Regions from separate parts of the Mus musculus genome. Here all the other regions are linked to region 2. The links are chromatin contacts, called in public ChIA-PET and promoter capture Hi-C maps. All regions are on one chromosome and are shown on one strand. Each heading gives the region's core, a stretch centred on a gene start, on an enhancer-like site or on the middle of the called end of the contact. The rest is flanking DNA. Distances are from core to core; before and after follow the strand shown.

Region 1 (3,045 bases), core at 4-2,503, 200 kb after region 2:
GAGGGATGTATCTGTTGTCCACACCAGAATGCAAAACCAACTGCAGGTTTCCTTGTTACTGATTTTCATACTCAGAGTCCCTCAAAAGACCACTAGGAATCCGGGCGGCTTCTTCCCAGAATGCAACAGTGCTGGACCAACACATTTCCACCCTCCTTTACTGAGCCCAGGGAGTACCGCTAGCACCAAGCAGTTTAGTTAGTCTTGCGCTGTTTCTTCCTCCTCCAAGGATAATAAGGTTTTGTCAGGCACAAGGTTACACACAAAATGGGCCTGTAGAGTCCATGCTGGTTAAGTCTCTTGTCTAGCTCTGCTCTTTGAGTCTCAGTTTCTCCATCTATTAGGTGTATGCATCTGCTAGGTTTATGATACAGGTAGACCATTTTAGGGCTCTTCCTAGTTTCAGCAAAGTGTAGGTAGGGAAGCTGTAAAAGTGGGGAAGGAGGAAACTAGTCTCCAGAAGGTAGCTTCAGCTGTGTTAGTCCACCGGGGAATACCTGCCAAGGAACCTGGGAAGCCGGACAGCCAAGCTGCCACACAAGAAGTCCGCAGCGGGCCAGTGCACGGAACCCTAGAGAAGTACCCAAGGATCCTTGGCGAGGCGGGAAACTCAGTGGGCTGAGAAATGCCAGCTAGCCACAAATCTGGCTCTAGAAGGACAGGGATCAGCCTGGTCCCGAGGGGCGGGGCGGGAGCAGTGGTGGAATCAGGAAATTCCTTTCTACTGTGGGCCCTCCCAACCCCTTTCCAGGGTGCCGACTTGTCCCAACCTAGTTTCCCCGAGAAAGAGAAAACGAAATATGCCTTGGGTTTCCCCGCGCCCTGCTGGGGTTTGTAGCTTGCGTGGGACCGCAGGAACACCGGTGCGCCGGAGTTCTGGGCCTTCCCGCCGGCAGGGAACGGGACCAATCCTCAGCGACTCCTCGGGCTCCGGAGCACAGTGCCATTTGGTCCCCGAGCTCTGGGAGGCGTCCCCAGGCTCCACTCCGGTTCAGCTTAAGGTGGTGTCACATGAGCTGCGGGGGAGTGGGAACCCAGGGAGTGGGCGGTGGCGTGCGCGCCCGGAGGGGGCCGCCCAGTCCACCTATATGCACAGAGACCCGCCTGACGGATGCCAGGAATTCCCAATGAGAGGCGCTGGGGGGAAGTTTGGGCAACTCGGCCTGGCCAATGGAGAACCTCGGGAGGGCTCTGCCCCTTCTCCCCGCCCCCGCCCGCCTCTGCTCCCGCAGCGCGAGTGTTCACTGAGAGCAGTGTGCGTGGAGATTAGGTCCGAGCGCGCGCCCCAGGAAGGCAGTCCGCGAGCTCCAGCCGCCGCCGGCAGCAGCAGCCTCTGCGAACAGAGCCGCGGCGGAAGCGGGCGCAGGGGAGCGAGCCCGGCCCCGCCAGCCCAGCCCAGCCCAGCCCGGCCCAGCCCAGCCCAGCCCAGCCCTGCCGACACCCTCCCCACACCCGGGCAGCAGCCGCCGTCGCCTGGAGAGAAGGTGGAGGAAGAAATCCAGCTCCTAGCACGCACGCACCATCATGGACCATTATGATTCCCAGCAGACCAACGACTACATGCAGCCTGAAGAGGACTGGGATCGGGACCTGCTCCTGGATCCGGCCTGGGAGAAGCAGCAGAGGAAGGTTAGCAGCCACCCCCACCCGCTACAGCCCTGAGCCCTGATCCGCTCTGGCCGCTGCACTCCTGGGCTCCGGGTTGGAAACCAATTCCCGGCGCGCAAGAGCGGAGGCGGGGACATCGCGGCCACTGCGAGGTGGGGTATTGAGTTACAGGCACCGGGCGGGAGAGCGGAGCACCCCTGCCCTGGAGCCCGCGAACAGTTCGCCGCGGCGCGGGGAGGTGGCGCCGCCGGAGGGCAAATCGCCTCAGAGCGGGTGGTCCGGGCCACCCCGGTGCAGCCGAAACTGTCTCCCCGTGGGCAAGGCGCGGGGGCGATGCTCCAGAGGCTGGGGCTGAGACTTAGGCTCCATGGCTGCTTACTCGGGATCGATTTTCTCCTTCCTTCTTTTTCCTGGCGCCTCCATATGGCGTGCGGTGGCAGCACGCTTCCTGGGCCGCCCCTGGGGCTCTGTACCATAGGGGCAAGCTGCCCCGACTACTGCGCCCCGAGCTGGGTCTGCAGACAGTGGGCAGAGCCGGTGTCGGAGGGTTTGGCGACCTCCTCGGGATCTACCTGGAAGTGGACGTTCCGGAGTGCGGCTGGAGCTGAGAATCGGGGGTCGTTCGCGGGCTCCTCAGGGCCTTGTGGGGGCGGGGTCAGGACGGTGAACGGTTTTATTGCTAACTCAGTGAACTGGTGGCTGCAAACCCTCACATCTGTGTTCTGCCCGGTTCTTTTGCTGGCGAAACGCGAGTTTGAGTAGCTTGGCTCTAGTTGGGCTCCTGGTGGAGAGACAGTCTCAGGAGATATTTGGGGTTGTTCTCCGAGGATCCACGGCCCTGTATCCTAGTCGCCATCAGCAAGGTTCGGGATATGCTGCCCCGTCTGAGCTGAGAAATTGGCGATGGGTCCGGAGCGTAATGGCTATAGGCAGGAAGAGGTCAGAAACCTCTCTTGCTTGGGGAGGGGGAGACATTAACCCTGTCACGGCTTCCTGCCTGAGCAGAGAGCGCGTTCCTTAGGCGGCCACGTACCCTGACCCCCCAACACCCAACTCCCGTTCAGTCCCCCCCCCCCCACTTCGTGATCTGGGAATGGGGGGGGGGGTGTACAGGATGGCGCGTCCCTCTGGATAGTGCGGTTAGGGCTGGGCTTGAGGGAGAATGCTCATGTCCAAAAATGGTAACATTCATTCCCTTTTTTAAACTTAAAAGGGGGGGAGTTTAGTGAGCCGGCTGAAGGTTTTTTTTTTCCCCCAGCTAAAGGCATCCTGTATTAGCTCACTCAGGAATCCTAAGCCCTGAAACGGTGCCCTTTTGCTCACTTCATCAGACCAGCAGAGGTAATTTAAAACACACCACAATGGGCTTCCTTAAACAGGCAACCTGGGGCCCTGCCCCTGTCTCTTACTGCAACAGCAACTTAAGAGCGTCTCTTG
Region 2 (2,790 bases), core at 261-2,760:
AAGCTCATAGGAACTCATGAGAGGCTGGGGCTTCATGCCCAGGGCCCACGCAGGAGTTCAACAGGTCCTCCACTAAGTTACAGCTTCCAGTTTAGTGTTTTTATGGGATCCCTGAGGATTCAAACAAGCAGGTCTCTGACTCGTATGTCTTCTCTTGGTGTCTTTGCTGTTTGTCTTGTCCAATTTTGATTTGATGGTTTTATTTAGCTTATATTTTATTTTGTTCGATTTTATTATAACCCCTTAGAAGCCTGTTTGTTTTCTAATTGAGACAGAAAGGGAGTGGATTCGGATGGGAAGGGAGGTGGGGAGGAACTGGAAGGGGTGGAGGAAGTGGATACCACAGTCGGAATATATTATGTGAAGAGAAAAAGATGTATTTTCAACAAAATAATTCAACAGCACCAGCTACTTTTCCAGAGGACGCAAATTCAGCTCCTAGCACACTCCCTCCCACCAGGCAGCTCACAGGCGGCTGCAACTCCGGCTCCAAATAACGCACACACATAAACAAAAATAAATCTTGACTTAATCCCAGCACTTGGCAGAGGCCAACAGATCCCTGAGTTCCAGGCCAGAAAGGGCTACATAGCGAGAGACCCTCCCCCTCCCCACTACTCCAGTTCTTTAAAAAAGAAAAAAAAAAAAAGAAAAAAAGAAAAAAAAGTTACTAAAAACAAAACAGTTCTGTGTTTCTAAGGAATGGTTACATAAGGGAATTTGCGTCCAATCGTGTACCAAAGCTTATAAATACTTGAGTTGTCTGAATTTTGGTGAACAGCTGTCCATTTTTAATAAATAAGATTTAAAGTTCTAGTTTGATCTGCCCCGCCAAAAAAAAAAAGCCAAAGCCAAAGGTGAAAAGCCAAAGCCAGAGGTGGTGCCCAGCAAATCGACGGGCGGCGAGCGATGTGGCCCCGCAGGTCCCGGGTGGGGCGGGTCCCCCGAAGCCCGGAGGAACCCCGGCGGGGGCTGCTTTTTAACTGACGAGGTCAGAAAGCCTTGAAGGGTTGGTGGATGCTCCTGACGAGGAGACGGGCGGATGGAAAGGGGCGGCCCGGGAAGGCTTGGGGACCAATGGCGGGACGAGTCCTCCCCGAACCTGAGGGCTCAACCGCCCACACCGAGAGTGAGGGGCCAAGAGGCCGCGCCTCAGGGCGGGGAGAGGGGCAGTGCCAACAACGCCTGGGCACCTCTGCAGCCCAACAGTCGCCCACGCGCAAAGTGGTCCCTTCAGCATCACCACCCTCTCGAGCCGCGCTGGAAACCCCTCTGCCTGCCACACAACCCCAGAGAGGACTTTGCCAACCCGAGCTTCCCTTACCTGCGGCCTCCAGCCTCGACCGAACACCTGCGGCACCCCACGCTGACAAGCTGGAACCCCCGCGGCGGTCTGGGCGCACCCACCCGGATGCATAAAAGCCGTAGCCACTTCCGGCCCAGTGGCTGGCCAGGAGGATACAACCCCCGTGGTGTGTGCCTATGGGCCGCGCCATTTTGTACGGAAGCCGCTAGGGCAGCATTTCCTCCCCAGGTTCTCGGTTAAAGGATGGGGAAGGAGGGTTATAATTGCGAAGACTTAATGTCTTCAGAAAAGTGGTGTTTTCTGAGATGCCGCTTCGTCTTTTGGTTTTGGCTTTGAAGGAAGAAGCCTATTGAACTTTCGCTCACAAATGCAACACAGGACATTTTTTCTCTTTTACCCAGGGTAGCGTTTCTCCACTACATTAATTTTCTTATTTTTTTTCCATTTTTTTATTAGGTATTTAGCTCATTTACATTTCCAATGCTATACCAAAAGTCCCCCATACCCACCCACCCCCATTAATTTTCTTATATTCGAGCGGGAAAATAAGGAAACTGTTTACAGAATGTGCTCTTCATTCGCGTTATATATTATAGCCATTAATCTCTCTCTCTCTCTCTCTCTCTCTCTCTCTCTCTCTCTCTCTCTCTCTCTCTCTCTCTCTCTCTCTCTCTCCCTCTCTCTCTCTCTCTCTCTCTCTCTCTCTCTCTCTCTCTCTCTCTCCCCTCTCCCCATCTCCCTCTCTCTCCCTCCCTCTCCCTCTCTCCCTCTCCCCTCTCGTACATGTCTGAAGATGCCAGAAGAGGGCGTTGAGCCCCTGGAAAAGATTTATAGAGCCGGCGTGGATTTCTGAGTTCGAGGCCAGCCTGGTCTACAGAGTGAGTTCCAGAACAGCCAGAGCTACACAGAGAAACCCTGTCTCAAAAAACCAAAAAAAAAAAAAAGAAAGAAAGAAAAGAAAAGGAAAAAAAATTATAGAAAGTGTTGAGCTATTGTGTGGGGGCTGTTAATTGAACCTGGGTCCTCCAGAAGAGCAACCAGTGCTCTTTACTGTTGTCATCTCTCCTGGTCCCTATATCCTCATAACAACCACAATATTGTCTATATATGAAACCATTCATTCAGGATTGATTTTTTTTTTAAGGGGGTTAAAGCAGGGTGTTGTGTAGCACAATCTGGCTCTCAACTCTCAAAATGTGAGCAAAGGTGACCTTAGATTCCTGATCTTCCAGCTTCCATCTCCCAAGTGTTAGGATTACAGGCAGGCTTGGGCCACCACACCCCGTTTATGCAGTGGTGGGGATCTAGACCTCAGGCTACAATGATAAATTTGAGGTAAGCCTGGGTTACACGAAACGCTATCTCAAAAAGGAAGGAGTTTTGTTTTGTTTATAAATTTTCATCTTTTTCTGTCCACTCAAGAAGCTTAGAGGCTGGTTGGAAACATCCACAGTAGCACTTGAGCACACACACATACAATGTGA
Region 3 (2,854 bases), core at 202-2,701, 250 kb after region 2:
GGTGATGATGTAAGCTGATGATGTAAGCCAATGACATAAGCTTGCTAGGTTCCTGGGAGGAGCCTAGCGGAAGTTCCTGTAAGCCAACATTCCTCCTTTCTTATTTAATTAAAAATGAGTAGCTAGGAGGGGGTAACGGTGGGGCAGGAGTGAGGTTGTCCTGTTCTCTAGATTACTTCCTGATGACTGGGGGTGACAATGGCTTTGGGGACCCTAAGAAAATTGGAGTGCTGGCTGCTTCACTGCTGTTCAGGATCCATGAGAATATCTGCAGCTGGGAAAGTGCAGGCCCCGTTGAAGTATCTGCCAGGGTAGACTGAGCACCTGTGAGTAGCTGCCCTGGAGCCGTCCTGGATGCAGATGCTGAGTAAACACCTGGACCTGGCAGGACGATGGGGCAGACATATATACTAAGGGCAGAGGATAAGTTAATGTGACCATATGGAACAACCACACTAAGAGTGACTATGGATTCTGCTGAGTGGGTGGCCACCTTCCCTGGTCCCTTCACGTGGCTTATACGCTGAGGATGGCCCAAGCCTGTTGAAGGCCTTTCGTAGAACAACTGTTAAGAAAGTGTGGGGCGAGGACCCTGGAAGCCACTGAGGCCTGGGGTGCGTGCCTCAGAGACTACGGTGGCCCATGAGGAGACTGACCATCTGCCTGTCTTCCCTTTGTATTAGACGTTCACAGCCTGGTGCAACTCCCACCTGCGCAAAGCGGGGACACAGATCGAGAACATCGAAGAGGACTTCCGAGATGGCCTGAAGCTCATGCTGCTCCTGGAGGTCATCTCAGGTGAGCCGGCCCCAGCCCAGGACCCGGTGGTATCTCTGGGTTCTGTCCACGTTCACACTGGCCTCCCTGGGCACCAGGCACACATGTGGTGCATTCGCATACATGCAAGCAAAATTCTCATATAATAAAAAATACAAAAAAAAAGAGAATTAATTAAGATCATAACTTCTAATTAAGAAACATCATCACGATTAATAAAGTAGCACACACCACTTACTCTCATTCCTTGGAGGGATTACCCTAATGACCTTAGCCCTGTCTTATGACTTGGAGAATCACCATGCTGCAGCCAGCCAAGCTTCCAGGACCTGAACCACTAGGGGACAAACCACATCCAAATAATAGCATTGTGCATGTCCTCTTGGGTGCTCAAAGCAGTAGCTGGCCCTCTGTTTTTGCTGCACACTTCATCTTATCTTAAACCAAGCCTGGGACCACAGACTGCTCTGCTCTACCTTTCTTTCCAACTTGACGTTTGCATTCTTGGCTGTCTGTTTCCTTCTTTCATGATCCCCTTCGAGCCTTTTGTCCTGTGGGCTTCTGGTGACTCCCACCTAGAGGAAACCTTGGGAAGGCCGGGAAGGCCTTAGGTTCTGTCTCCTCCCTGTCTCCTCCTCCCTGAAGTCCCGCTTTGTGAAGCCGCCCCAGGCCTAAGATCCTCTGACAGCCCAAATATGGTCACGTTGTTCCCTCGCTTGGAAGGCTTTTGTGCCTCCCCGAGGGCTTCCAGTCTGGGCCTCGCATTCCTTTGCAGAGCCCTTAGGATCATTTGAGAGCTGGCACCTGCTTTGTTTCCAACCGACTCTTCCCAAAAAGGTAGCGGACCTCAGGCCCTCTGCCACGGCTCCCCAGATGACATGCCATCCTGTTCCCTGTGTTTGCGTGACTTCGACAGATTCAGTTCTTTAAAAACAACTTTTCATATTTCCTTTAAAGTGAAACCTGAGCAGGGCAAAATATACACAATGGAAAACATAATCATTTTGGCTTTTTTTTTAAAGGGGAGGGATTATTTATTTTGGCTCGTGGCTTCACACGCGTCAGCCTGTTGTGGCAGGGAGGATGTGGTAGAGCGGCTCAGTGGGCATCATGACAGCAAGAGGCCAAGAAACGGGTGTGTGAAGAGGCCAGAGAGGTCCCCCCCCCCCGCCCCCGGTGATATTCTTCCTCCAAGAGCCCTGCCTTTTGCCTTCACTGACTTTTAATGATGCCATCATATTATGAATCTGTCAAGGCATTAACCTGTTGATTGGGTCGGATCCCTAATGATGTAATTATCTCTGAGAACACCCAGGCTTGTACTTGACTAATCTTGGCATCTCTTAATCCATTCAAGTCAACACTTAAGACTGAGCATCACAGGCTGCCTCTTGTCAACTTGATACCGGAACACGTCACTTTAAATCATAACATTCTACCCCTGGACCCCAGAAGACTGCATTCAATTTATCTCCATGAGTTCCCATGGACTTGGCAATTCCAACATTGTTCAGAAATCTAAGCCCAGAGTCTCTACTGAGACTCAAGGCAATCCCTTAGTTGTGAACCCCTGCAATAAATACCTCTAACATACCGTGGCACTAATGAGAGAGCTGGGGGCATAAGAAGGGAGAATAGTACTGAAATAAGACCAGAACTCAGCCTGGCGTGGTGGTGCACGTCTTTAATCCCAGCACTCGGGAGGCAGAGGCAGGCAGATTTCTGAGTTCAAGGCCAGCCTGGTCTACAAAGTGAGTTCCAGGATAGCCAGGGCTATAACCTGTCTCAAAAAACAAACAAACAAACAAACAAACAAACCCCCAAAACAAAAAACAAAACAGAACTCAAGAGTGAAGATTGTAGCCGGCACAACCATGTCCAATCCTGGGGAGGTATGGTGGTATGATGTGAGCTTCAGTGGTCTTGGGTAGCCCTTCCTTCCTCGTGGTTTTTCTCTTGTGTTGGCTGCATCCACTGCCTGAGGCTTTCATTAGCAGACATTCCATATTCCCAGCATGTTCAGCATCCGTGGGGTTTCCATTATAGCGTAGGCTTCACCCCAACAGAGCTCTTTGTA
Region 4 (2,852 bases), core at 294-2,793, 130 kb after region 2:
CTTTGACAACTAACTACTCAGAACCTCAGGCTCCTCAGAGTGTGAGTGTGTGTGTGTGTGTGTGTGTGTAAGAGAGAACCAACATAGGATCTGTATGCATGTGTATATGTAAAAAAGAATGATGTACATTAAGGCACATATCTGAGGATGACATGATAACACAAGTATTCCTGTCGTTGGCACCTCTCTTTGTTGTTGTGCTTGCTGGCTTGACATCCATGTGCACGCCCCACAAGAAGGCTTTTTGGATGTCAGTCCATCAGAAATATGGATAGTCAAGGTCCTCCAGAGAAAGAATACTGTTTGACAGCAAGTCTCAGCCTACAAGCACTGGAAGAGAGTAGATCTCCCCATTACCATAGACATTGCAAAGCTTGCTTTGGAGCCTTTGGGGAGACCTCTTAGACCTTTGACCCTTTGTAGTGCCACCCCTAAGAGCTGGAAGCTTAAAAGCCAGACATGGCTGATAGAGATCTCATAGATCCTTGCTCACAACAAGCTTATAAAGGTTGAGATAAGGGGTGGCAAATGTTATTAAACTAAAATTTTAATATAATAATACTAGAAAAAGACCTAGACCTTAAGAAGTGAGACACCAAAGCTCTCTGGGCTTCTGAGGTCAAGTTCTTAGACCTGGTGCTGGGCCATCCCTAAGAACCTGGGAAGGAGGGAGCCATGGAAAACCGCTGCATGTGCCAAAGAAGAGTTAACCAGTTTTCTATGCAGGGTTGATTGAGAGGGGTGTGTGTGTGTGTGTGTGTGTGTGTGTGTGTGAGAGAGAGAGAGAGAGAGAGAAGGAGAGAGAGAGAGAGAAAGGGAGGGAGGGAGGAGAGAGAAGGGGAGGGGAGAGGAGAGAAGAGAAAGAAGAGAAGAGAGAATATCTTAGTATCTCATCCAAAAAGGCTAAACCATAAAAACCAGCAAGGAAGTCTGATAGATCAATAGATCAAGGAAGGAAAGCTCACATCTGCTGCCTGCAGTGGTAAAGGAGCTGAATTAGTGATGTGGGAGCATGGCCGCGGTTCTTAGGGCAGAGAAATGTGAGAGGTGAGCGGTTTGCATTACTGGTGGAAAAGAGGCAATGGAATTACACTTAAAGGTGAAATGGTTTCCAGTAAAGCACATCTGCCTGAAGAGAGGTCAGAACACAGTGTCATACAGCAGACAAAGCACCAAGCAGGCGGGACCTTAAGAGCTGACCCTACAAGAGAGGGGGAGAGCCCTCACCAGCCTCTTCTGTCCCATTTCAAAGGTGGAGTTTCAGTTGCTGATCACTAAGGCTGGTGCTCCCAACTGATCTCACTGCTTCCTGAATGTGGTCTCTGGGGCCTGGCTTCCTGCATGATTTCCTTATGGCCTCACTCTTATCAAGTGTGACTGGGGCTGGATCACAATGTACAGCAATAGTAAGGGATTGCAAATGGTCACACGGAGGCAGCTTGTGTCAGGTGGAGGCTTTGACAAAAGAAAAGAGTGACTTGAGTTTGGGACACCCTCCCCCTACACCCAAGAGCTTGCACCTCTGACCACATTCTCAGCTCTGGTTGGCTGTAAGAGAAAAGTCATCAACATGCTGAGGGGGAGGGGCAGGACATGGGGAAATACAAGGAACTAGAGAATAGGAACCTGATTGCTTCCGTTTACAAGCCCATGCCTGGGCTTGAGACTAAAAGACCCTTCAAGTTCAAGAAAGGACCTGATGGCTGCATGCAGTGACACATGCCTTTAATCCCAGCCACTTGGAGGCAAGAGGCAGGCAGAATTCTGATCTGGCCTACACATCAACTCTCTGGATAGCCAGGGCTACATAGAATGACCCTGTCCCTTCCTTCCTTCCTTCCTTCCTTCCTTCCTTCCTTCCTTCCTTCCTTCCTTCCTTCCTTCCTTCCTTCCTTCCTCCCTCCCTCCCTCCCTCCCTCTCTCTCTCTCTCCCTCCCTCTCTCTCTCTCTCTCTCTCTTTCTTTCTTAAGGAGCAAGGCCTGGTGAGGAAAGGAGTCTTCCTAGGTGCAAGCCCAAGCTTTACTCTGCTCTGGAACACTGAGTCTTCTCAAATGAGCCGGAATGAGCAGTGTGCAGCTCATGTCCTTTACGGTTTGGGGGGTGGGGGGTTGTGGCGCTGGGGATTAAACCCACTGAGAGAGATGGATCAGCACAAAAGGTGGACGCTGGCCTCAGCTCTGTCTTATTCCACACATCTGTCAGGAAAGAGTTGGCTGGCACAAAGGTCAGTCAGTGCCTGGATCACGGTTCCCCCAGCTTGAAGATCCCACGGAGAGACCTATGGAGATAGTCCAGTCAGCAGCTATGTCTACTGATCCCCCACCACCCGCCGCCCCTGCCCCCTGGTTTCAAGTCCAGTAGGCAAACACTTCCTAAGACTGGGAGATAAGTTACTCCTGAGGGGACTGTATGGACCTGCTAAACACTGCACTTTTAACCTCTCCTCCTCCGGGTGAGAAAAGTAAGTTCTTGGATTCCACTTGGAATGAAGGAAGGGTAGGCTGGGCTGATGCTGGTACGACATGGCAAGTGTGACTCTAGGATCTCCTATGCAAGAGTCAGACTTACCCTAAAGACTGAAATGGCTGGGAGGTCAGGTTTACAAAGCCAAGGGAGGTACACATCTGTACTCTCAGCACCTTCAGAAAGAAAGGAGGGAAGGAAGGAAGGAGGCAGAGGTAGGCAGATCTCTGAGTTTGAGGCCAGCCTGGTCTACAGAGTAAGTTCCAGGACAGCAAGGATTACACAGAAAAACCCTGTCTTAGGAGAGAGGAAAAAAAAAAAAAAAAGACAACCAAGCTATATTTTTGTTTTGGATTACTAGCTCATCTGTTCTAGTTGAAATTGGCCCT

Evidence for each region. ChIA-PET counts read pairs in DNA pulled down with a chosen protein or histone mark. Capture Hi-C pulls out chosen DNA fragments and counts their contacts.
Region 1: a contact with region 2 is called in a promoter capture Hi-C map of adipose tissue. The contact joins the promoter of Actn1 here to the promoter of Exd2 in region 2. A contact is called at or near these places in 14 of 39 promoter capture datasets (the 3T3-L1 cell line, the C10 cell line, the SN4741 cell line and 8 more), 5 of 484 Hi-C or Micro-C datasets (brain, cerebellum, embryonic stem cells and 1 more), 6 of 115 datasets of contacts at active chromatin or transcription factors (the SCID.adh cell line, craniofacial prominence, embryonic stem cells and 3 more) and 3 of 9 other capture datasets (adipose tissue, macrophages and pancreatic islet).
Region 3: a contact with region 2 is called in an RNA polymerase II ChIA-PET map of memory CD8 T cells, with 22 read pairs. The contact joins the enhancer-like site here to the promoter of Exd2 in region 2. A contact is called at or near these places in 2 of 39 promoter capture datasets (cranial neural crest and embryonic stem cells), 1 of 15 datasets of contacts at CTCF or cohesin (large pre-B cells), 1 of 484 Hi-C or Micro-C datasets (granulocyte-monocyte progenitors), 4 of 115 datasets of contacts at active chromatin or transcription factors (embryonic basal ganglia, embryonic hindbrain, memory CD8 T cells and 1 more) and 1 of 9 other capture datasets (adipose tissue).
Region 4: a contact with region 2 is called in an RNA polymerase II ChIA-PET map of memory CD8 T cells, with 14 read pairs. The contact joins the enhancer-like site here to the promoter of Exd2 in region 2. A contact is called at or near these places in 1 of 39 promoter capture datasets (macrophages), 3 of 115 datasets of contacts at active chromatin or transcription factors (effector CD8 T cells, memory CD8 T cells and microglia) and 2 of 9 other capture datasets (adipose tissue and liver).

Annotation. Positions count from the first base shown.
Region 1 is chr12:80,258,571-80,261,615 of GRCm38.p6, reverse strand. Actn1 (actinin, alpha 1) reads left to right here and starts at 1,253. Exons shown (of 21, transcript NM_134156.3): 1 at 1,253-1,629. The coding sequence starts at 1,525.
Region 2 is chr12:80,461,815-80,464,604 of GRCm38.p6, reverse strand. Exd2 (exonuclease 3'-5' domain containing 2) reads right to left here and starts at 1,510. Exons shown (of 9, transcript NM_133798.3): 1 at 1,325-1,510.
Region 3 is chr12:80,207,303-80,210,156 of GRCm38.p6, reverse strand. It overlaps Actn1 (actinin, alpha 1), which reads left to right. Exons shown (of 21, transcript NM_134156.3): 2 at 684-798. Among named protein-coding and RNA genes, the nearest start is that of Actn1, 52 kb to the left of the region's middle. Within about 2 kb of position 1,451, at least 74 of the 459 cell types and tissues checked have an H3K27ac peak or open chromatin away from gene starts, as enhancers often do. A contact at or near this core is called in adipose tissue and memory CD8 T cells, where this site is marked.
Region 4 is chr12:80,330,447-80,333,298 of GRCm38.p6, reverse strand. No RefSeq gene overlaps it. Among named protein-coding and RNA genes, the nearest start is that of Mir1843a, 60 kb to the left of the region's middle. Within about 2 kb of position 1,543, at least 71 of the 459 cell types and tissues checked have an H3K27ac peak or open chromatin away from gene starts, as enhancers often do. A contact at or near this core is called in effector CD8 T cells and memory CD8 T cells, where this site is marked.